2 separate regions of the Rattus norvegicus genome follow, and region 1 is linked to region 2. A link is a contact called in public Hi-C data. All regions are on one chromosome and are shown on one strand. Each heading gives the region's core, a stretch centred on a gene start, on an enhancer-like site or on the middle of the called end of the contact. The rest is flanking DNA. Distances are from core to core; before and after follow the strand shown. Region 1 overlaps Atxn7l1 (ataxin 7-like 1). Region 2 holds the start of LOC102547703.

Region 1 (3,189 bases), core at 336-2,835, 180 kb after region 2:
TGACCCTCAAGGCCACTTAAGCACACAAGATTGCCTGTCTATAGGGTTGGCAGACTTGACATGGAATTTGACAGTAGGCATCAGGATACCCTTTCACAGGTAGCTCAGGTTTGAATGCCTGGCTATAAACAGCACCCCTGAGTCAGGCTGATCCCTTGGTATTTTCACACCAAGTTGGACAGTCTGCAGTTGTATGATTTTGCCCCTTTCTATGACTTAGTAGGGAGGGGAAAAACACCTTAAATAAAAGGAAGGGGGAGGCTACACTTGGTATCTCATGTGTTTAGACCCAGCGCCTCAGAGGCATTGGCTATCTGTGTAGCGAGTCTCAGGCCAGCCAGGGCTGCACAGTGAGACCCTGTCTCAAAAAAAATAGTCAAATGAACATAGAAAAATTTAAAAGAAGAAAGGAGAAGGCCGGTGAGATGATCTAGCAGGTGAAAGGCTCACCACAAGCTTGGTGACCTGAGTTCTGTCCTCAGAACTAGCTCCACAAAGTTGGGGACCTCCATACCAACCTCGTGCCATGCATGTGTCCACACACACAATGAAGAGGAGGGACATGGGGAGGAGGAGCCAGGTCTGGTGAGTTCGAGGCAGGAGGATTAAAGGTTCAAGGTCTGCCAGGACTCCAGAGCGAGTTCAAAGCCAGATCGGACAACTTAGCAAGACTCTGTCCCCGAAATAGGCTAGGGGAGAAGCTCAACAATCAAGTGGCTTTGGTCACCGGCATTACAGGAAAGAAAGAGGAAGAGGAAAGGGGAGAAAGAGGAAGACAGCATCCTCCTGTCATCGAACCTGTCTCTTTTGACCCACCTGAGACTCCACATAGCAGACTGTTAGCCCTTCCCCTGCGGTCCCCTTTTCTCTAGTTCACTTGCCTGTCAGAAATCACCCCTGAGGAAGTTGGAAGCCACAGAGTCCATGTAGTCCACAGTGACACAGGGAGGTGGGCAAAAGACAACCGGGAATATATCCATAGTCCCAGCAGATGAACCCATAATCCTGGCATTCAGGATTCAGAGCGGGTAAGATTACTTGACCTTGAGCAAAGGCCCCATCTCAAGAAAGCAAGACGAACCATTTCATCCTTTATTACGAGTCTCTGCTGCGCCAGGGACCAGAGAGACTGTCAGCCAGGGCAACTTTCTCCTCTGCTGTCCCTTCCCACGACAGCCCTGCAAGTAGACTGAAAACTAGGATCTGCCCGATTTTGGCTGATGTGGCAGGAGGCAGGGAAGAGTTGGGAAGAGGCTTTCCTCCCATGGATGGCTTGATGCCTTCTCCTTGGGCCTTATCAACCTGCAAGTGTGTGTTGAATGCTAAATATGCCCCACTATTAAAAATGCAGGAGATGAGCCTGCTGCTCCAGAAGGAAAATGAGCCAAAGCAGAAGAAAAATCAGCAGGCTCCTGGCCTCCCTGTGCACACCCTACAGCGTGGTGGGGGAGGGGCTCCCTCCTTTCAGACGGCCCCTCCCAAAATGCTTGGAAATGGGAGGTGAGTCTTCTGGGAGAGAGGGGACATGTGGGAGCTCATGTGTCCTGGATGCCTTCCCAGTGTTTTATGGAGAGGACCCAGCCAGAGGCCTGTGGGAGGGACTTGGGGCTTAGCTCTTCTAGCCTGGTGCTGGCATGAATTGGGGGTTGGTTCCCAGAAGCCCCAGGGAGTCATATCAGAGCGTCCATGTAGGCTGTGAAATCTTTGCCTTTTCAGTACATCCCTTCCTTACACACACACACACACACACACACAAATGTACACTCCTATACACTCGCATACACACTCAAACATGCGCACACACACACACACACATGCACACATGCACTCACACACTACACAGGCGCACACACACTCCTATACACTCGAATACACACTCAAACATGCACACATTCACACATATGCACACATGCACTTGCACACACACCCACACACACACAGACACACACACAGACACACAGACACAGACACACACACACACAGTGTACTGCTCAGAACTCTTCAGAACTCATCAGTGGCTCTCGGTTGTTTGCCCACAGACAGAGACAGAGAATATGAATGAAAATGAGTGAATGAATGGGAATGTTTGTTCTGAATGTGTTTGTTCTTCTCTGAGGTAAATGGGAGCAGCTGGTCGCAGTGAGTCCCTGGCCGTTTCCTTTCTGTGTTCAGAGTGACTCCTTATAGGGAGAGCCCGGACGTGGGATCCCAGGGTCATCTCAGGTGTCTGCTCTCATCCCTCCCTGACAGGGACATGGAGGACGTTCTTTAAGGAATCACCATCCCTCTCCTGGGTCCGAATTGGCACTAGAGCTTGAGGAGACTTTAATGCTCCAGCCATGGTACCCAGGTAACAGGCTCTCTAAAAGGACATTTTACAACTCCAATACTGGGAGCCAGTGACCTCTGGTGGCCACAGCGGGAAGTGTTCCCACTTGCTGCTCCTGAGGATAGCCAGCTCTAAGCTATTGCTAGGAACTCACTCTTCCAGAATCCACCCAACCCCCAGCCCCTAGCCCTCGGTGGCCTTCATGCTGTTTCCGAAATGATGTGAATCTTGATGGCCACCCATCTGAGTTGTGTGTCTGTGGTTCTTAGTTATGGGGCAATGCGCTGAGCATTGGTAAGGTCTGGAGCTGTCGGCGAAACCTTGTGTGGGCCTGAAGCCCACTGTACCCACAGCTGTTCCCAAGGGCAGCCTGGGCAGCATCACATGCCCTACTACGTTCAGACTACTCTCCAGCTTGCTGATTCTTCCACAGCCCAAGGGTACAAGGGCTCTCCGGGAATACTTAGCACTCCTTGGTCTCCTGGTAATGCTGGGGACCCCCTTCCTAAGCTCCACACCCTTGGAATAAGAGAAAACTGTAGAGAACAGGGCCTCCTTCATCCCGTTGAATGGCCTATGGGTTGTACAGATAGCCTCCCCTAGAAAACAAGGTGCCCTGGAACGTCAGAGTCCCCACATTGCTGGACTGCAGGAATTGTCTTATGGGAATAGGCTGGGCTTCCTGCTTGCTCTGCTTGCAGAAATCCCTATCCAGATGTGAGCTGCAGTGACTCACCCAAGCTCGGGAGTTCCTGAGTATGGAATGACTTGTTCCCTTCTTCCATTTTCCTCTCCATTGTACTTCCAGGATTGCTCTTCTGTGGGTGAGTTTGGAAGCCACCCACCCCACCTTTCTGCTG
Region 2 (3,360 bases), core at 719-3,218:
CGAACAAGCGACAACATGGTCCAACCAGCAAGCTGGGTGGTATACTTGCCTTCCAGGTGCTGAGAAATCTTAGAAAAACTAATGGTGTGTGTAGCAAAGTCCTCACAAATTGAGATGCTCAGGGAAACTTAGCGAGGGTGGCAGATGGGGTGGACGAACTCATTTAAGTCAAAGATCATTAAGCAAGTTTAGGGATGTGTTTGAATGGAACATGCCCCCAGCTAGCTCCTGACAATGGTCCTAGTAGGACACAGGAGGTTACACAGCTAAGCCACACCCAGTACCACACATGCTTATATTTACCCAAGGTTCTGCCTGGTTCCTCTTCCCTTGGCAAGATCAGACCTCAGCTTCCTATAAAACCTCCCCAATTTCCAACATGAAGAGCAGATTCCGTTTTCTTGGTGACACATTTTCTGAACAATCTTAGCTCATGTCCACTTCCTCCGAGGAACTGGCCCAGCCACGAACGTCCACACCATTTTCACACTGGTCTAGTATCACTGTGCATGTGCCCAGCTTCCCTGAAGAGCTAAGCATGATACTTCTCCAACTGCAGCTCTGTAAAGACCGGGATGGATCTTCCTTGTCTCCCGGACCCTGGGCAATGGGTCCATCCATGAGAAACAATATTGTTTAAAAAGATGCGTCGGTGGAATAATGTCAGGTACCGTGCCTGGTTCATCTAAGATCTGAGAAATATTTCCCAAACCACAAGTATTTAAAGTGAGGTAATGCCTTATCCACTGGCACCTTAGGTAGCAATCCATCCAAAAAAACCGGAGAGTTATCTATGTTTGATATAAGCAGGCCCACTCCCACACACATCACAGCTGAAAACAAGCCTCTAGATGCTCCTTCATCACCCCATTTAAATGCAGGTTTTGAGGTTCATGGTGTGGAGTGCCAGGACGTTCCAGCCCCACCAGAATACAGCTCAGAAGCAAGCAATGCTTCGGTGTGGAGCAGACGAGCTCCTCGGACAGCAGAGGTAAGAATGGAAGGATGTTTTATAAATGGAAAAGTTATTGATTGTGGGGTAAGGGTGTCTATACAGTTTAGGGAATTCCTAGTAAGCAAACAATTTTAAAGAGATAGATAACAGGAGATGTTAAGGTCTCAGTTACCAGCCCCTAGGGTCAGAAGAGACTTCTCAAAGCTCCAGGAGTCCACGCTTCTGGCAGTCAAGTTTCCCGGGGGTGGGGGTTGGGGGTGGGGGATGCTAAGTCTTCTGGTCAACCTGCTCAGTGGAAGTGCTGGATCTGCGGGAAGGGCTTAGCATCAACTGAGAGTCCTGAGCTCGCTCAGACCGGTGTGCGCGGAGCAAAGTCTCTGCGGTGGCTCTACCAGCTGGGACACACAACGCACAGACCCCCTGGGAACCAGAGCCAAAATGACTGTGGAATTTTGCCTGCCAAGCTCGGGATGGGATGATCACTCCCCTCGCCCCCACTCACCTGATTCTTGGAGTTAAGTCCATTTCCCCTTTGCTTCTGCTTCCTGAAGGCATCTGCTAAGCGATCGGGTTCCAAGGCTCACCGAGAAATGAGACAGGGTGAAGCGGATGGTAGGTGGGAGGTGTACTCGCTAGAGCTCCCGCTCTGTCCTGAGAGATAAGGATGGAGGGGTGCGAACCAGCCGATTTCGTCCCCACTAAACCTCCGGGATCCTTCCAGGACGTCGCGCGGTGGGTGACTGGGACTTTGGGAGGAAGGGATTTGCAGCGAGCAAAACTTTCGGTCCTCCAGCGGCGACTGGGCGAAAGAACCTTTGCTTCTTTCCGGAGTTGCACCAGTCTCCGGGTTGCTGGCTGGACAGGGCGGCGGGGTGCAGCATCCTTGCGAGGTGACCCTGCCCCACTGAACCAGCCGCGCACTCAGGCTCTGCTCTCAGCCTGCTGGACTCCGCGCTCTCCCCGGCCCCGCGCACTCTGCGCCTCTCTGGCGCCCCCAGCGGCCTCACGCAGCACAGCAGGGCCCCGCAGGGCCGAGCGCGCCCCGCCTCCCGCCTCTTCTGCCGCCCTCCTCCCCCTCTCAGAACACTCAATGTCGGAACGTTCCGAAGATGACGTCGGAGCGTTCTCGAATCCCGTGTCTCTCGGCTGCTGCTGCCGAAGGAACAGGGAAAAAGCAACAAGAAGGAACAGCAATGGCGACACTGCACCGCAAAGTGCCCAGTCCGGAGGCGTTTCTGGGCAAACCCTGGTCCTCCTGGATCGACGCCGCCAAATTACACTGCTCCGACAGTAAGAACCCCACCGCCTGTTCCTCCTTTTATTATCCTGTAACCTTTCCATTCACCTAGAGCCACTGGGAAAAAGTGTGTGTGTGAGAGAGAGTGGCCCCCGGCGTCCTCCATGCTTCTCTCTCTCTCTCTAAATAAATACACACAGACACAGACCATCAGAGCACAGAGAGGCCCGGTTGCCAGCAAGGCTGTCTGTCTGTCTGTGCCTGGCTCTCCGGGGCAAGCAGCCCGCGGGGTGGGCTTTCGCAGCCCCACGGTGGTGTCTGTTTAAAAGGCGACTCTGTTGCTGCTTGCATAGTTTTTTTTTCTTTTTTTCTTTTTTTGGGGGTACCTATCTGGGCCAGGTAGATGAAAACCCAGACTCGGGAGAAAATGTTGCATTGTCAAATTTTGCAAGATTTTCAGATACAGTATTTAGATCGATCTGTTTGTCAATAAACACTCTCCCTCCCCCCCTTGACTTTGGCATTCCCCCCCTTTTTTCCTCATTTTCTTTTTTCCTTTTCTTTTTCATCTGCAGATGTAGATTTAGAAGAGGCTGGAAAAGAGGGTGGCAAAAGCAGGGAGGTTATGAGGCTTAATAAAGAAGGTAAGTGGAGCTCTTGGTATGTTAGTGTTAGCTTGTGTGGCACAGTCTTCACAGGCTTTGGAATAGAATGTGAATTGTTCTGCTGGGTACAGAGTGACTAAGGCTTGTCAAAAATCGAGCACGCCCAGGTGACTACTGCTTCACTGTTAACTTCCTTCCAAGTATAAATACAACTGGGGGGGTCTTTCAGTCTGGGGGAGGCTGTGGAAGGCAGAAGTTTACTGCACTCCGCTGGAGTCCACATCTAAACCTCCTGATGGTGTCTGCCATTCTTGGAGCACCATGGGCCAATGGTGGTGGTGGGGTTTGGAACCCCCGAGTGAGGCATGGGGCTCCCCTTCACAAGCATTCCAGCCTCCCTCATATGTAAATTCACAAGTTTTAATGAACCCCACATGGCCGGTCATTCCAGCAGCTACTTCTCCACTCTCACTGAAAAAAAACCATTGCACATGGCAAGCCTTGGCTGCAAGTAACATTTTGTTTCTGGTCACAGACTGTAGACAGTGGCCTGGGTTAGGGGT

What was found. Hi-C and Micro-C count contacts between places; a contact is called where the count stands out from the background.
Region 1: a Hi-C map of frontal cortex shows a contact between it and region 2, with 3 times the contacts expected there. The contact joins the enhancer-like site here to the promoter of LOC102547703 in region 2. A contact is called at or near these places in 7 of 12 Hi-C or Micro-C datasets (the Rat2 cell line, Schwann cells, frontal cortex and 4 more) and 1 of 1 datasets of contacts at active chromatin or transcription factors (oligodendrocytes).

The regions. Positions count from the first base shown.
Region 1 is chr6:55,666,731-55,669,919 of GRCr8, forward strand. The region is part of intron 4 of Atxn7l1 (ataxin 7-like 1); the gene reads left to right. Among named protein-coding and RNA genes, the nearest start is that of Efcab10, 64 kb to the right of the region's middle. Within about 2 kb of position 1,586, at least 6 of the 93 cell types and tissues checked have an H3K27ac peak or open chromatin away from gene starts, as enhancers often do.
Region 2 is chr6:55,485,298-55,488,657 of GRCr8, forward strand. LOC102547703 reads right to left here and starts at 1,969. Exons shown (of 4, transcript XR_010052628.1): 1 at 1,458-1,969. Atxn7l1 (ataxin 7-like 1) reads left to right here and starts at 2,022. Exons shown (of 11, transcript NM_001427851.1): 1 at 2,022-2,245; 2 at 2,768-2,836. The coding sequence starts at 2,065.